3 separate regions of the Drosophila melanogaster genome follow, and all the other regions are linked to region 3. The links are chromatin contacts, called in public Hi-C and targeted proximity ligation maps. All regions are on one chromosome and are shown on one strand. The core of a region is the stretch at or near the end of the contact, and the rest is flanking DNA. Distances in the headings are between cores, read along the strand shown. Region 1 holds the start of lilli (lilliputian). Region 2 holds the start of Bacc (Bacchus). Region 3 holds the start of aop (anterior open).

Region 1 (2,700 bases), core at 124-2,623, 710 kb before region 3:
TTCATCAGTTGGCAAAGCATCTCTGGGTTCGCGAACAAACACAATAGTATTTAAGTTTGTCGATTATTTTCAACGTTTGGGCGAATGGACGTGGACTATTGGAATGTCGGCTTTCAAACAAATAACAATTGTTCTTATCAGAATTGCTTGAGGTGTGTGTGCGTGTGACTCTCTCTCCCCCTCCTACTTATAGCATTTGCATTCTCCTTGTTGAGCCGATAGTGTCCTTTCACCCTTTTTTACTTGGAGTATACAAGTATTGGTATTTTTCTGCGTTTCAGTTATTCTTTTTAAGGCAAACACCTACCTAAATAATTGATAAAAACAAAAAGCTAGCAAACCCAAACACACACACACACACGCACGCACACAGCGACGGAAAGAGCGCATGAGAGAGGAATTGTCCGTCTGGCATTTTGACGTTTATTACTTTGCCTGTATTGTTGTTGCTGCTGCCTTTGCATTGCCTCTTTTTTTGTTGCCTTTGCGCGCGAATTCGCTGCGCATAGCAAATTAAAATTAAAAGTTTGCGAGAGCGAGAGAGTGCAACAAAAAAGCAGGGAAAAAATATCAAAATTAATTTCTTTTCGGCGTGGCGGGAGAGAGAAGGACAGAGCGGAGAGAGAGAGGGAGAACGAGCAAAAAAGAGAGAGAGAGCGCGCGACGACATGACGAACTTTTGACACATTTTGTTTATAACAATTGTCTGCTTTTTGCACTTACCTCTTTTTCGTTTGCTTCAATTGCTCCTCTCTGCTGGTGACTACAACTTAATATTGTTTTGTGTGCGAAATCAGAAATGCCAGTTTAAACATTATTTAACACAAATACGTTTACGCACACTAGCATATATGCTGTAGTAATTTGTTGTTGTTGCTGTGCTGTTGGTGGTGGTGGCGATGGTGATAAAGCCTTGCCGTTTTAGACGATTTCTGGTCTCCTCGCATTAAATATGTTTAGTTTCCATTACTGTTTGTTGTTGTTGTGATTGTTGTTATGTGGTGTATTAATAAAAAACGTACGCGAACTGCAGTCAAAGTCACTCACACTCACACTCACACGCACGCACACACTGGCACACGGCATACGGCACACACAAACGCACGCACGCACACACACAGCAACTAGTAATTCTGCTGTGCGAAAGAGACAACATGAGAGCGCTTACGAAAAAAATGTTTGTGTAAGTTTCCCCGAAAACGCGATTTCATCCGGAAAATGCACTGCGCTCGCATTTCGCCTCCGCCGCGTTGGCCATTTAATCACTTTATATGGTTCCGTTTCGATTGCATTGTTTTTAGTAGGGGTTTTTAACCGAAATTTAGTTGCGTGTTTTGTGTTGGTGCAGAGAGAGCAGGAAAATACACATATCGTTATCGATGGGTCGGCTATCGATACGGCAACTATCGCCCAGCTGATTGGCGGGCGATCAGCTGTGCGACGATAGGTCCAGTTCTGGAAAATGTCGGTACCGCATATTTGCTAAAAATTTCGATTTTCTCTTACTTAATGAATGATTTTTGGAACCGGTTTGTCTAACGATCTGAGTTTTATCTAGCAATGTGTTTATCCGAGCGTTTTTGAAAATTCATAAGCAGTTTTCAGTGTTGGTTTTCAACACTGGTTTCTTATCTCAATGTCTAATCCAGAAAACCCAATTTTGGAATGGGCAAGTATCTTAATGGGAAATATGATATACCTATATAATCTAATCTACACTTAGCTTGAATGAATATCTATTGAATCCAATTATCTTATTTGTCGGTACAAAATAATGATAAGAATCTACGAATGAATCTATGATAAATCCTTATTGATTTAAATAGCGGATTAAGGCACAACGAATCCTCTAATATATGTCAATTATAGTACTATGCACTGGATTTCTGCACCTGTTATCAGAATTCCGTTAAGAAGTATACTTATCAAAATCGAATAATTTCACAATTTTAAATATTTCTATGTTATCCACATCAATTTTTGGCATCCCTGCCGCCCCCGCAGTGTGGCCGTATGCGCTGATAGTGGGCGCCGCAGCGAACAGCTGATAGGGCTGCAGCATATAAATGAGCAGGTGGTAAATAAATGTTTTTAGTTGATTCCAAGACGCCATTCCGTGCGCGTTGGCTTCCTGATCAGAGTTTATCATTCGGCGGGCGCGGCCATCATTAGATTAGATCGACATTAGTGCGTTCCGCTCGGCGATCGGCAGCAATCGATCCGAAATAAACAAACGCTCGCGTATTTACATAATTTAAGTGAAAAGTAACGACGACAGAATGACGAACACCGATGTGCGAAAGAGAAAAGTAAGGAAAAGGTCAAAAGGGCAATCCACAGCACAAATTTAATGCCAATTTCATGGCGCTCTCTCACACACACACGCACACATGCGAATTCCTCAAATTGCTGCTCTTTTGACGCGGAAGTAAAACATCAAATGACTCGCAGAATAATCGTTTCAAGTTCTATTCTATTCGATTGTGCCAATTTGTATCTGAAAATGTATGTTTACAAGACATTTAAATATAGATACGCAATGGCCGCTAAGCACGCTTTTGTTAACAATTATGCAAATTTTGATTTTAGTTACGAAAGAGATGACTAGTGGGTTTTCTATCAACATCTTAATGCCGGCCGGTTTATTTTGAAATATTTTCGTATTCGCATTAGGGTGACCAGTCAGCAGGAACTTTCTCA
Region 2 (2,760 bases), core at 89-2,588, 570 kb before region 3:
CTAGAATTTTTCCTCGAACAATGCTATGCTACTGGCATATTGGCTTGGAGTGAATCATTAGAGGGGCCTCCTTTTGGTTTTACCGCGTAAACAACTACCTAGTCACATAGATCAGTACTCACTTCTGCTGGCCTCTTGGTGCCTTTCACGGATTCCTTTGCGGGGGCAGCGGCGGCGGCATCGGCGGCATCCTCGCCGTCCTTTGACGTACCGTTGTCGGCCGCGTCGCCGGCGGCATCGGCAGCAGCGGCCTTATCCTCGGCGGCCGCCTTCGCCTTGAGATCGTCCTTGACAGCAGACACATCATCTGCCGCCACCTTCTCCACGGCCACATCGCCGTTGTTCTGTTGTTCCGTAGCAGCCGACATATTTGAATTGGTTTCTTTGAGGTTTTCCGGAACTATTTAGTTTCTGCGTTATATAGAGAACAATTCGGGTTGGTTTTGTGGATTGTCTTGTTGTTGACAAAAAACCAGCGCAAAATACTCGGGGAAGGCGAGAGAGAGACAGAGAGAACCGCACCGAACGAAGCACACAAACACACTGAATGCGATTCAGCTGCGGGCCGTCTATTTAAGCACTGCCTCTCGAGGAGAGAGTAACTTTCTTTAAACGCTCTCGCTGCTCTCTTTTTCGCTCTCCCCGAAATCGTTACGACGCTCACTCGCTCTCTCTCTCCCACGCCATTGGCCCATACAATACACTCAAAAAATCGCCGCGGCATTTGTACAGCCGCAGTCGATAAGACAACAACAACAGCCCAGAGCAGAGCGATCGTTGGATTTTTGGTATATTATTTTGCGGTGATTTTCTGATAATATAGTATCTATATAGTAAGGCTTTAGGAGGTGCCATATATCAGGCGGCGCTACGGCAGGCAAAAGGATTTACTCGTAGGCCCCACTGATGTATGGAATATCCGTTTTCCTTTGGTTTGCTAACCACCGATATGTGCTCCCGTCGACGGTTCGTACAAGACTGAGCTTGCCGTCCGTTCGATGGCTAGAAATTGCCGCTTGCTTCTTCTTGCGCCAAATCGGTTGCAGACATTTTTGCCTATAACTTGAATACCTTTGTTCGGATCGGTTCAGAGACTGATCGAGGCTATAGCTGGTAGTATCCGCTTAATTTTGGGCTTTTTCCCGAGGCGCTGCGATCAAAACTAGATCCGCAAATGACAAGTTGAGTGGGTTTCCTGATTAATTCCATACAAAATCTGCTTGGGTTCCGTGAGTACGGTTGTGGGCGCGTTTGGCGGTAAATTTGAAAATTGCGCGCGCCAGTGGTGCGCTTGTGGGCCTGGGGGCGGGGTCTGGGGGTTGGTAGCGGCGATGGTGGTGTGTGGTGTGTGTGGTGCAGTCACTCTGTGGCGTTCTGACCGTTCGTCGGTGGAACAGAACAGAACAGAGCAGAACAGTGGATGTGGATGTTGCCGATGGGAAGAAGTGTTGCAGCATTGTTGCCGCAGATGCAGATGTGTGTGCTGTGTGTTGTATTCAGCACGGTATTCGTATTTATAGAGTGGACCAGCGTGGGACGCAATGTCGTCGCGGATTGGGGTCAATTGATTGGTAACGTGTGGGGAAGCAGGTGATTTTCGCGGACCAGGAAAGCGGGCAGCTATTTTTGAGATTCTAACTATTTAGATGCACGCAATCGGGGAAATGCTCTATTCCGGGATTATGCGTCTTAAAACTAGAATTAGAGAACTGGAGAAATAGCAAGAAAACAGCAATTTGCAACCCCATAAGATTCGAAAACATTTAAGGGTTAGTTTTCGAAATCGGCAATTTCCAGAAATATTAAACATCCTTAAGTCCTAATGGCCCCACCAAAGACTTCGACTTAAATGCCAATGCCTATCACTCGTCGAATTGGGTCCACCCTTGACTCTTTTTTCATGTGCCAATCTTTCTGTTGATCCCGCACTTGTGGTTCGACCATTTGATGGTGATGGCTTCGTTCGCCGCACGAACCCAGTGGGTTCAGGAATCGCCCAATATATGGGAAACTGGAACTGCCGAGTAGGCTATAACATATCGCCCATATCACCTGGTAGTCAACGTGCTCGAGTTGTACTGGCTCTTCTCTATAAATCTGTGTTATCAGTGGGACAATCACTGCGAGGTTGATCTTCAAGTTCATTCAAAATGTGCACATTAACGAGCGGAATAACAACCCATAAAGTAATACTAGAGGAATTCGACCGGAAGACATAAGGTTCTTGGTGCTATTTCCAGTAGCCTATCGACGAAAGGGTAATAACTATCGTTTGCCGGGTATCCAACAGTCGAGTTTCGATTGGACAGCCTCTCACGCTTTCAGCTATTTTCGTGCGAAAGCAATGGCAAATACGAATACCTAGGCTATATATCTGGTAATCTGAATAATACGGTCGACGACAGAGCGAGCGGACGACTGTCGACAGGCGGATCGCTAATTAAAACCGGCGAACATGTTCCGCGGCATCCCAACCGAGGCGGCATGGTGAACGTAAACACCTGTAATCGTGGCCCGTCGTCCACTCAGTTATCACATATTTGAGGAGCAGCGATGACTTTTTGCCTGAACATCGCTGCCTGATAAGCCGATTTGCGTCTCCATTTCGCTGTGCTTCCATGGGCCGCCTACCGTTCTTCTCTGGCTGTCACTGTCTCACTTTCCGTCCGCCGAACTCTCAGTATCCGTTCGAGTGGCTTGACGCTCGTCGGCCCAAGATTGGTGGGTCTCTCGCGATACGAATAGTCGTGCTCATCGGGC
Region 3 (2,700 bases), core at 44-2,543:
CAACTGAGGCGACTGGAGACCCCAAAGCGGATGCAGTGCAACTGAGCGCATCTTCAGGCCCACCGACCGACCGACCAACCGACCGTCCAAGCAACCTGACGAGGAACCCCAGCCCCGCCCCCTTTCCAAAGAGATTTTCCGTCGCAGCCGAGCGGAAATGTTCCAACAATTTATAATTAAAGATTGCCAACTGGTTTCCATGAAGATCCAAGATTTATGGGATCGAAAACACCTATCAGCTAGCACCTCCAAACATTTTGTATTACAATAGAGCGCTTTTCCCAGGCGCGTGGCGCTTATTTCATTTTCGGCCAGGGGGTCGTATTCATAATTATTTCAAATGCTTGAGAGCATTATCGCACACTGATTAGAGTTCACGGAATTGTCTTATCTATGGTTTATGTGCAAAAAGCTCGCCAATAGTCACAATTGACAGCTAATGGGTATGGCATGCTCGATCATTTCAAGTTTCCAGTCACAATAGGTGTGTATGTTATCTAGTGAGAGAACGATCCCTTGGTATTTCGGCGCCCATGCTTCTGGTATCAGCATGAATCGTTTGTTTAAACTTTATCTTCTATTGATTAACAACTAAATCGAGCGCCCCACGCGAATTCGACGCCGCCCACAGACAGCGGTTGCCTATTGAGTTGTTTCGTAGTAAACTTTGGTGGGTTTTAAATTATTTAAATTATTACCTCTGCGAGCTGTTGCTTCTTTCGTTGCCAAGGAAGTGGATGGTGGATCTGTAAATGTTTACGCGCCTAATGATTTGTTTGTGGTCTTTGCACACACTCCTACTTCTCAGAGTATAATAACATAATCGAGATTATTATGGCAATTGTGGGGAATCTGGGAATTTTAAAAAATTACGAACATAAAATACGTATGTTAATTGAGATTATTGTGAAATTATTCCGGAATTGGAATTGGAATTTTGTGGCGCATGCAAGTCTCTCAAGCTCTGATATAAGATTGTTTATAAATATTGAAATATAATGAGCAGCTCAGGGGTGTCTTTCAATCGTTAAAACTTTAACTCATATAAGACTGGCGCATCAAAGCTTCACTGTACCTCAAAATATAGGTCCGATTTAAGATATAAATCTTGGACGCTAAAACGGATACGGATCAAAGCGCGACTTCCTTAAAAAATTATCTTATTTTCGTATTCTTCACCAGTTCTTTTTGAATTGTTTTTGCTGTATGTCGCTCTCTTTGCTTCTCTTTCTCTTTCGATTCTCTCTCCGCATGCGCCGACTTGTTCATGTTCGCCGCCTGTTCGAATCGAATCGGCAGTCAAAAAGAAACTGCCGTGCTGGGCGGACGTGTAGAAGAGTCGCTCCTGAAAGCAACTAGACATTCTGCTGTAAATGGCAAACTAATATGTTTTAAATTGATTAATTCACAATTAATAGAATTTAATTCGTGCGCGGCGTTGAGGAAATAAACGGTTCTTCTTAACTCGGTGTGTGTTTACATTGCCCGGTGTGTGTGTGCGCGAAACGGAAATAAAAAATAAACAAGAGCGACAGCAACAACGCCAACAACAACAGCAACATCAGCGAGAGCAAAGCAACGCAACAAGAAGTGCAAGCAAAAGTGAAAAGGAAGACGAAAGAGGAAATGCCAAAGTACAACAACAAATACACGAACAAAACGCCAGAGTGCAAGTGCATCGCGTGAGTGTCTTACAGTGTGCGTGTGCGTTTGTGTGCCCGCGTCTGCCTGTGTGTGCGTGCTGCTGAGGCGGCGGCGGAAGTAAAAACGCTTGACTTCGCCTTCTTCTTATTCATTTGCTCCGCTTTACGGCTGGCATTTGTCGCAGAACGAAGCGAAAACAAAAACAAAAACAGAGAGCCTGGATTAGCCCCAAAAGCACACAACCACCGCCCACGCGGCGCCCCTCACCAAAAGGAAACAGCAACACAAACAACAATGGCAACTTGGCGCGACGCCCTCTTCGTCATCAGCAGATAACAACAAGAACAACATCGAATTAACAGAAACAAAACCAAAAACAAAAATAAAACAAGAAAGCGAAGCAAAAGCTAAAGCATTCTGGGATCTGGACATATCCGCTTCCGCGTTGCTTCTGTCGCTAAAAAGCTCAAGAATCGAATCCGAAGCCCAACGCAAACAGACAAATTCACTCACTCACCTTACAGTACGTAACCACAGTGCACAGTGGAGCAAACAGGTGAGAATTTTGATAATTTGTATACTTTTTGTTGTGAACTGTTAAATTAACCATTGTCAAAATAGTAGCAGAAAAGAGTGTCAAAAATAAAAACATTTTTTCTCAATATGTAAGCACAATGGTTTTTATATCTGGAGTTCTTTTATATTCGTAATCGTGCAAGAATCGGTGTTTACAGACATTACCCCTGTATCACTCCATTGCCGTCGTTGCTTTTTTTTACGAATTGGTTAAAACACCATCTTTTGGTACATGTATTTCCCATAACTACGTCACAATGGTCATGGAAACAGAAAAGTGTCTTGTCTGAGCAGCTGATAAATAATTGCTCCACCTTAATCTGGCTTTGGTTATCTGCTGCATATGACTTCCCCACTTCGCTCCACCCGACGTCTTACAATGTCTGAGTTTTGGTCTCTGGTTGAGGTCAACAATTTGTCGGATCTACACGTGTAAACAGATAACTTGGGCTATATTTGGTTCGCAGTACACTCATATGA

What was found. A called contact is a pair of places that touch in the nucleus more often than the background predicts.
Region 1: a Hi-C map of the Kc167 cell line shows a contact between it and region 3, with 6 times the contacts expected there. A contact is called at or near these places in 2 of 107 Hi-C or Micro-C datasets (the Kc167 cell line and wing imaginal disc).
Region 2: a contact with region 3 is called in a targeted proximity ligation map of the Kc167 cell line, with 5 times the contacts expected there. A contact is called at or near these places in 6 of 107 Hi-C or Micro-C datasets (the S2 cell line, cellular blastoderm embryo, embryo and 2 more) and 2 of 7 datasets of targeted methods (both in the Kc167 cell line).

What each region holds. Positions count from the first base shown.
Region 1 is chr2L:2,884,602-2,887,301 of dm6, reverse strand. lilli (lilliputian) reads right to left here and starts at 1,373. Exons shown (of 12, transcript NM_078740.3): 1 at 724-1,373. It overlaps NTPase (NTPase,), which reads left to right and starts at 1,452. Exons shown (of 4, transcript NM_164515.3): 1 at 1,452-1,669.
Region 2 is chr2L:2,751,023-2,753,782 of dm6, reverse strand. Bacc (Bacchus) reads right to left here and starts at 1,338. Exons shown (of 4, transcript NM_001273031.2): 1 at 943-1,338; 2 at 123-411. The coding sequence starts at 368. It overlaps Pgk (Phosphoglycerate kinase), which reads left to right and starts at 715. Exons shown (of 4, transcript NM_001273029.1): 1 at 715-788.
Region 3 is chr2L:2,177,347-2,180,046 of dm6, reverse strand. aop (anterior open) reads left to right here and starts at 1,293. Exons shown (of 4, transcript NM_078731.3): 1 at 1,293-2,200.